Regions from separate parts of the Gossypium hirsutum genome. Here region 2 is linked to region 1. A link is a contact called in public Hi-C data. All regions are on one chromosome and are shown on one strand. The core of a region is the stretch at or near the end of the contact, and the rest is flanking DNA. Distances in the headings are between cores, read along the strand shown. Region 1 holds the start of LOC121228204 (peptidyl-prolyl cis-trans isomerase FKBP19, chloroplastic). Region 2 holds the start of LOC107943755 (probable serine/threonine-protein kinase At1g54610).

Region 1 (4,837 bases), core at 1,123-3,622:
ACCCAATCAGCAAAGTTTTTGAGTGGGTTATTATAGTTCTGGGCTTGTTCCACTGAAGTTGTAGATAATGGTAGTGATATATTGCATTTACACCGTACTATATATGTTTCTTTTTATGTTCTAATCTTAACTTTCATTTCTTATGTGTATGTACAGCTCATATTTTCGCTTGCTAGATACGAGGCTGTTATTGATGCTTACTTGGACGGCCTTGAGGCTTCTGGGTTGAGTGATCTCTCCAGGGTTACTAGTGTAGCTTCCTTCTTTGTCAGTAGGGTAGATACCCTCATTGACAAAATGCTTGAAATGATTGGAACACCAGAAGCCCTTGATCTCCGAGGAAAGGTTACTAAACTGCAATACACATTCGTACATTCAAATATTTACTGAATTACCTGTCAAAATTTGCTTACACCATGATATGTTTACTATTTTTTAGGCTGCTGTAGCTCAAGCAGCCCTGGCATATAGGCTCTACCAGAAGAAATTCTCCGGTCCAAGATGGGAAGCTTTGGTGAAGAAGGGTGCCAAGAAACAGAGGTTGCTCTGGGCCTCAACTAGTGTCAAGAACCCTGCCTACCCTGACACCCTATATGTTGCTCCTCTCATTGGACCTGACACGGTGAGCTATCTTCTTTCTGAATAAAGTTTTCAAAATGAGTTAATGAATAATCCCATAATCTTTTCTGTCATTTTGGTGCTGTTTGCAGGTCTCAACCATGCCTGACCAAGCACTCCAAGCCTTTATAGACCACGGCACAGTTTCAAGGACGATTGACGCAAACGTGTCTGAAGCTGAAGGCATCTATAGTGCACTTGAGAAGTTGGGGATTGACTGGGGCAAAGTCGGTTCACAGCTGGAAGACGAGGGAGTGGAGTCTTTCAAGAAGAGCTTTGACAGCCTTCTCGACACATTGCAAGAGAAGGCAAACACTCTTAAATTTGTGATTTCTTAGATTTGCTGTCACTGCAAACACAATAAAAACAAGCGGGTGTTGGTTCCTGCTGTAAAAGAAAGTTGGTGAGCGAGCGTTATGTGAGACGTTGAATATTATGTAATATGAAGCAGCGAGTGTTTGTTTAATGGAACTTTTGTTTTGTGCTTTGTTTTATGGCTCCTGCTGATCAATGTAGTTGCAGATGTGGTTCTAAAGCAACAGGAAACCTTAAAAAGGATAAGGTAATAGAAATCTTGGGTGTGAAAATCAATCGCAATCAAACTTGCCAAAATATTTGTGATATTTTGGTCAACTCCTATCGTTTATGGTCAAATGTTTTTCTTTTCCTTGGTGAAGTTTTTCCAAAAAGAAAAAAGAAAAAAAGAATAAATGGAGAATATGTTACCGTACTATTTTTGTTTTTGTTTATTCCAATGGTTGACCTATATAAAAATTATTTTCTTTTTTGGTATTTTGAAAATTTAATTATAAAAATGGGTTAATTTTACTGACATCATTTTTATAACCAAGTGAGTTGTTTTGTTAGTATACTTATTAGTTTAGACGTTATAGACGTTAACTGTGAGCTCAAAATTGATGCAAAATATATTTAAAACTTGAAATTCGCGAATCCAGTTATAAACACTTGTACTTAATCATGTGGGTAACTTAAATTTGGCTTGTTAAGAAAATAATTTTTTTAAGGTTAATTTTTCGTCCGTTTTTTCATATATTAAATTCAAATTATTCATGTAGATATTAACATGTTTATAATTTAATTTATGTGTTTTAAATATACTTCTAATCAAATATAAACTATTATTTAATATTTAGGGTGAATTTGAATGAGTAGTGCGTTTAGTAGTTGTTAGTGTAAAAACATTAATAGTGGTGAGATTAAATATTATAGCGTGAGATCAAAAGTAAGCTAAACGAACTGCACCGCCTATTCAAACCTACCTTTAAATTGACAATTAAGTTGATGGAAAGACTTGATAAAATATAATTTTGATATTTTAAGGACTCAACTAGAATCATTTGAAGTTTAAGACCAATTTAGCATAGATGATAATGAGTAAAAGAATTCCACAAATGAATTTAAAATTAGGGGTGAATTGAATTGAATTTGGTTGAAATTTTTAATTTTTTTTAAACCGTTTATGATAATTCGCTTCGATTCTTGATGTTTATAATAAATTTAGGATTTAGATTTTTTTTAAAAAATCAATAACTTTTATATAACATTTTTAAAAAAATATTATATTTTTAATGTGGATAACCATGATATTTTAATTTGGATTTTATAAATGTTGTTTGATTTTCGATTTTGATGGCCGAAAAAAAAAAAGAACCTGACAGCATGCTAAAACAATTTGAAACCGGTGGCGGCCCAGCCCAGTGTCCCATAAAATCCAAAGGATAAATATTATGAGAGCGGGCATACAGCCGTAGAAGGAATGTCACAAAAAGCTGAGGCCGTTATCTTCCCGCGTACAAAGTAGACGCACTTTCTTTCTTTCTCCGTCAAAGTCTCACCGCCTTTTCTTTCCTGCTTTCGTCACGGAATTGAATACTTAGTTTGATGGCGTCGATTTCAGCAACTGGATTTCTGCCCCAATCCCTTACCTTATCCTCTGCAACTGCAAGAGCTTCTACTAGGGTACGTCATCTCCTCCCTCAATTTCCTCGTAATTAATTTCTTCTATTGACCACCCAATCCAACCCCAACCGTAATGTATCTTCTTTGATTTCAGAGACCAATAGCATGCCTTTCTGCGCAACTCCAGCAGCAGCAGCCACCATCTCAGCGGATCGAGCGAAGGAAAATTATGGTAATTGGAGCGGTTGGATTAGTCGCTCCTGCTCTCTGGGATTCTTCCAACGGAGAAATTGAGATGGCAATGGCTGCCTCTTCTGGATTTACTGATAGTACTTTTCTTTTTCTTTTAGCTTAGGGATTCATTCCATTTTATTTTTAATTTTATGCATTTCATTTGCTAATCCAAATTGTTGGAATTTGGAGCACAGTGCCAGCACTTAGGGGAAAGGATTATGGGAAGACCAAAATGCGGTATCCAGATTACACTGAAACAGTATCAGGTCTTCAGTACAAGGTCATTTTGCTACGGAAACAATCCCATTCAATGTTAATTTTAGTTTTTAATTGGTGTATATGTTCTTATCTTGATAAAAATTCCAATGAGAATGTAGGACTTGCGGGTCGGGAATGGCCCTACACCGAAGATGGGAGATACAGTAGTGGTAAGCATCAATTTTCAAATGTTTATGTCAAAACTTAATACCTTCAAATTTAGTGCGCAACTATTATTGTTTTTGTTATTTTTGCCTAAGCTATTTCAAGCAGTTTATGGGCTACGAACTATATACTGTAGGTTGATTGGGATGGTTACACTATAGGGTATTATGGCCGCATATTTGAAGCTCGAAACAAGACCAAAGGCGGTTCCTTTGTTGTACATAACGCTTCCCGTCCTAATTCTGCATGTCATTTTAAATTAGTTGATTATTTCATGATATTATCTGGGTTTAAAACATGCAGGGAGATGACAAAGACTTCTTCAAATTTAGACTTGAATCCCAAGAAGTGAGTAGTTGGTTTTGCTGAATCAGATAATAGTGTTCTCCATACAACTCATGAATGTTAAAGATAATATAGTTCTAACTCACCTTTTTCTTGTTTTTGTGATCTAAGCTAATAATTTAGTTTTAAGGATTTATGATTGTCTAAGGTCTCTCAATTAGTACTTTTTCTTCCTTTTTAAATTTATAAGCCACATCCAAAGTACAATATTATATTGAGATACAAATATAAAGATGAAACCTTCAAAATAAGATTTTCTCCTTATCAATTATTCAGGTGATTCCAGCATTCGAAGAAGCAATTACAGGAATGGCTCTGGGTGGTGTTAGAAGGTGCTTGTTCTGCTTTTCTAATGCATATAATCTTGTTTACTGTATTCACACATTGCGTACTCCACTTTGTAATCTTGTGTCCTGTGGCTACCAACATTAAGTGTGTCAAATAAAAGATGGGCTATTGATCAATGGTTTCAAGTGCATTTCGCTCCTTTTACTAAATCGAGCTAAATATTTTTGCGGTCTGAGCTATAAAACTTCTTTAACTTGTTGATGCAGATGCATGATACTTTTTTATCATGAAAAGAAAACAAGGATTAAGTAATTTCTTTTCTGCGATAATATTGTATGCAAATTTCACAGTTTACTTCACAGTGATGCAGGATCATAGTTCCACCAGAATTGGGATATCCCGACAATGACTACAACAAAAGTGGCCCCAAACCAACAACCTTCTCTGTAAAATTCAAGTCTTTGATCCATTATGTTGTATTCTTTTGTTCATATGATGACTGTTTTCGGTGCCTTCCGCAGGGTCAACGAGCTTTGGATTTTGTGCTAAGGAACCAAGGGCTTATAGATAAGACCCTACTGTTTGATATTGAACTCCTCAAAATCATTCCAAATTGATTTCGGCTCAAAGATCATAATGGTCTAAACATTTAGAGACTGAAATTATGTTGAGGTTAGATTTCGTGGATATTTTATGCTTTTGAGCTGGTCATAGGTTCATTATCATACAATGGATCACGAATCACGTTTTTGTTCCAGGGAAGTTTTCTCATGCTGTTAAAACTACTGGGAATTGAAGTCAGCCATGGAGTGAAAATATTGGATAACATTGAGCAAAGAATGTGAAGGATCTGTTCAAAGAAAGCAGTGTGGCCATGTCTCATTCATTAAATTCTAGCTATTCTTGAAATAAAGAATTAGTCTGCAAATTGTTTTTTTTTTCGTTTTTATATCTTCCCAGCTGAACCACGATGGTGTGGAAAAAGATGAGGTTGTCCACTCTGTTCAAA
Region 2 (4,361 bases), core at 1,124-3,623, 690 kb after region 1:
AATGTGTAAATCAGCACGTGTAGGAGATAATTTCACCAGGAAACGGAAACATGTCTCATTCCAAAAAATAGAAAATAAAAATGATGCATCAAAATAATAATCATTACATTAGTAGCAATTATCAAAATCAGCTCAGGCGCTTGAACCCAGTACCTCTGTTTTTCCGGGCAAAATAGGTTTGCCAGAATATAGTTCTCCGAGTATGCAACCAGCACTCCATAAATCTATTGCAACCCCATAATGAGAAGCTCCTAACAAAAGTTCTGGTGGTCGATACCAGAGAGTCACCACACGACTGGTCATTGGAACACTATCGTGAGGATCAAAATGGCATGCTAAACCGAAATCTGCAATCTTTAAGATTCCATTACTGTCAATGAGAAGATTTGAACCCTTTATGTCACGATGAAGGACACCATGGCTGTGACAATGATCAAGTCCACTTAGAAGTTGAAGCATATAGCACTTAATCTGACCAAAAATGAAAAAAGAAATTATGAACATAATGCCCAAGAAGAGACATCATTATAAATTGCAGAATAAAGGCGTTTAGGTGACTGTGGCACCATGTTGCATCTTGATACTGCTCCATTAAGAGACACTATTGAACAGCAGCAAGAAATAACTAATAAAACCATTTTAAGATTACCTGAGGCTCGGAAAACTTGATTCCAGGAAGAGATGCAAGTCCCACAAGATCATGTTCCATATATTCGAAAACAAGGTATAAGCTGCATGACGTATGGGATGTGATCAAGCCTTCCAATTTTATAACATTTGGATGATTGAGTCTTCGTAAGAGATTAATCTCCCTTGCCATAAACTTCACACTCTCAGGGTCATGATTATCAAACCGCACTTTTTTCAAAGCCACGAGTTTATTATGAACGACATCACGTGCCTTGTACACACTACTATAAGTTCCTTGGCCAATCTGCAAGAATGAACTACTATCATACAAAAAAACCAAATGAAGGAAAATGAGAATATCAACATGGGAAATGGAATTCATATATTAAGATGAGTTTCTCTGACAAACTAAATCACTATGGACCCTCCTCCATAATACAATATCTTCAAAGACATGTCTTGATAAAAAGGGCCAACTATCAGACTAGATCTTCTTCATTGTTCACCAAAAAACAAAAGGGCCTTTGCTTGTTGGAACTAATTACTCAGGTCAAATTGAATATTCAACTAGGCAAGCTAATGAGAAAATGTAAAGCATCATTAGCCAGTTGTTCATTAGACATGATGAACATGGATCAAGATTCAAAAAAAAAAAAAGAGTAAAAAGAGGATCAAAACCTACTTTATCCAACTTTTCGAAGGTGTTGGCCCGTCGGGGTATCCATCCCTTGAGAGCATCACTAGCCACAGCAACAAGCCAAGAAGGCCACCCTGCTGCAACCTGTTCACCTTTTATACTATTCAACACCCTTCCTGAACCAGGATGAAGATGATGATGACCAACAGTAATTGTATTTGCAACCTCACAGTTCTCCACCTTATTAATTGTCTCAATCACCTCGAACTTATCAATAATCCTCTCCTTCTCAGCTCGATCATTATAACAATAACGATTGGAACCACTGGTTTTTTTATCAATCAACAACACTTTCACATCACCACCATCGTATTTATCCTTTGATCCAACACTATCCTCTCTTCTTGACGAATCGGCTCGTGGAACAAGCTTATCCAACGACCCTTTTCGCCTCAGCTTCTCTTTGTGATTCTCACGACTATCTTCGACAGCCGCAGACTTGGAACTCATACAACCCATGTTTCTATATGTACAGAAATTACAATCGCCTAAACAACAAATAACCTACTTTAACAATAAAATTTGCTAACTCTAAGAGAAATCCAATCCATCAAATACACCCAAAGTTGAAGAATTTTGGACTGCAAGACCGACACCAATCGAAAAGCTTTTATCTTTCAATCCTTTTTGAACAATTCAAAGTCACCCACCAAGACCCAAATTTTTCCAAATCAGAGTATCCCACAAGTAAACGTCAATATCGGGGCATCAGAAAACAGAGAAAGAAACAATAAAAAAGAAAACCAGAAGAAATTCAAAGCAACTGACAATCTGGGAAACAAATGAAATAGAGAAACTTTAACTAATCGCGAAGGAAACTATTATTGCTGGTCTTGGATTTTTTATTTTTTATTTTTTTTGGGGGGGGGGGAATAAACGCGTAGGCACAAACGTGTTAAGAAAGTAGATTTTGGATTCAACAAAGGAAAAACAAAAAAAAGGAAAGGAGGTTTTTTTTTTTTTTTTGCCTTTGGGTGGGCTGAAGTGGAGGGGTGTTTGAATGAATGTTGCATTGTTGCATTTAACGCGTTAAGATTTGACAACTATACTGTGTATGTCTGGTTTTTTTTTTTTCTTATTTAATAATAATAATAATGTATTAGGGCAGGCCTAGGCCTACCACTAATTTATTCACACTCGAAACCATTTTTGACCTTGTGAAATATCCCAATATCCGTGATTCTCTTTATATTTCTCTTTATTTCGGCCTTTGGGTAGTTCCCATTTTCCTTTTATTTTAACCCTAACTCTTGTTTGTAAACGATTAGAATATCTCAAATTGTTTTCTTTAAGTTATTTATTATATGTAACCCTTTGGTTATGAGATCTCATAAAAATAATTATGTTAATCCAATTCTTTTGAAAATAATCTTTTTTAATAATTGTATAAACATAAAGATCAGATCACGACATTACATCTTAAATATTTAACACGTAAATTATCATTTAACTTATAATAAAACTCAATAAGCTCAAAATTATTTAGACAATTCTAGGACTGCATGACAAGACTTCAATCACATCCATACACCTTAACTCAGCTACCACTTCTACTTACCATCTAGACGCATTGGGACACCCATACCCATATTAAACCCATAAGCTATTCACTTATTTACCAAAACTGTACTAAACCCCTCTTAGTCTCTCCACTCCACTACTCTCTCACCTAAACCACTCTAAATGGCTCTTCACACCCTCTTGTGTAGGGAAGGCAACAGGTCGAGATTAGGTGAATTTTTGCCTGCACCAATTTCAATTCAAAGGTTGATGAATCCGCCTCATTCTTTTAAAAAATATTTTACCCCAAACCTGACTCAAAAATTAATAGAAGACCCGACCCAACTCGACTTAAATTTAATTTAATTATTTTATTTTATTTTATTTTATTTTAAAGTAAGTAAGATTAATTTTTTAAGTTTAGACTTAAAAATTAATATATATTTTTTATTTATATATTTATTTATTAAAAATAAAAACTTAATATATGTATATATAAAGGCATTTTTATAAATATCCCAAAATAAGATAGAGTGGATTTCCCTCAAAACTTGACATAATTTTTTTTTCTAATTTCACTCGACTTAACTCACTCTGCATCTAATTTTTCAAAAAAAAAATTCTATTCCTAACAAATTAGGTTGAGTCGAAATCCATCAAATTCAAATTTTTTTGCCACCCTTACTCTTGTATACCCACAACTATCAACACCAAATCATGTATCAACATTATTTTATATTAATAGATTTTATGAATAAAGAAAATGTTAAAATGTTAGTATAATTTTAAATATATATTAAAAGTAAATGACACAATAACTTATTTAAACCTCTAACTTTACAAAAAAAATTATTTTAGAATTTTATTTAATTTTTTTAGTCTATTTTAACCCTTCAAAAACTTGTGATTTTTTGTTAAATCACCACAAAATGAATGAAAAAGTTAATGTTTTCTAACTTTGTTGATGTTGCATATATGTGAATTGCAACGTAAATGACACGTCGGCATTTAATTAATTTATTAAAATTTAAAAATTTAGAAAAATTTTAAAACTATTTTTAAAAAATAAAAATTGTTAAATATATATAATATTTTTAAATTTTAAAAATTTAATTAAATACCGACGTGTCATCCACGTTAAATCCACATATATGTCACATTAACAAATATTAATTTTTTCATTCAATTTGAGGTGATTTAATAAAAAATGCAAATTCAAATATTAGAAAAAGCAGAAAGAAATAAATAAATAAAAAGTTAAAATAATTTTTTTAATTTTATTAAAAAATTGATAAATTATCATAATATTGTATATAAAAAATAAGAAATCAAAATAATCCATTTTGAGTTTCAAAGTCAAGATGTGTGAGTCATAGTCCTACGTGTTGGTTCATTTTGATGACCCATTAAAAGATGACTAAAATCTGTAGGGAATTATATATTAGTAAACAGATAAGCTCAAAGTATGAATCTTGTTTTAATCAAATTTCAGTCTCTGGATTAGTTGGTATACATTGACTATCACTTATATGCC

The links. A called contact is a pair of places that touch in the nucleus more often than the background predicts.
Region 2: a Hi-C map of leaf shows a contact between it and region 1, with 1.7 times the contacts expected there. The contact joins the promoter of LOC107943755 here to the promoter of LOC121228204 in region 1. A contact is called at or near these places in 2 of 34 Hi-C or Micro-C datasets (both in leaf).

What each region holds. Positions count from the first base shown.
Region 1 is chrA04:81,121,339-81,126,175 of Gossypium_hirsutum_v2.1, forward strand. LOC121228204 (peptidyl-prolyl cis-trans isomerase FKBP19, chloroplastic) reads left to right here and starts at 2,373. Exons shown (of 9, transcript XM_041111483.1): 1 at 2,373-2,598; 2 at 2,693-2,867; 3 at 2,967-3,052; 4 at 3,150-3,200; 5 at 3,499-3,543; 6 at 3,817-3,872; 7 at 4,199-4,274; 8 at 4,350-4,500; 9 at 4,587-4,837. The coding sequence starts at 2,521. The coding sequence ends at 4,445. LOC107898983 (transaldolase) reads left to right here. Exons shown (of 7, transcript XM_016824572.2): 5 at 157-345; 6 at 440-622; 7 at 711-1,105. The coding sequence ends at 956.
Region 2 is chrA04:81,810,783-81,815,143 of Gossypium_hirsutum_v2.1, forward strand. LOC107943755 (probable serine/threonine-protein kinase At1g54610) reads right to left here and starts at 2,374. Exons shown (of 8, transcript XM_016877548.2): 1 at 1,313-2,374; 2 at 650-950; 3 at 154-471. The coding sequence starts at 1,368.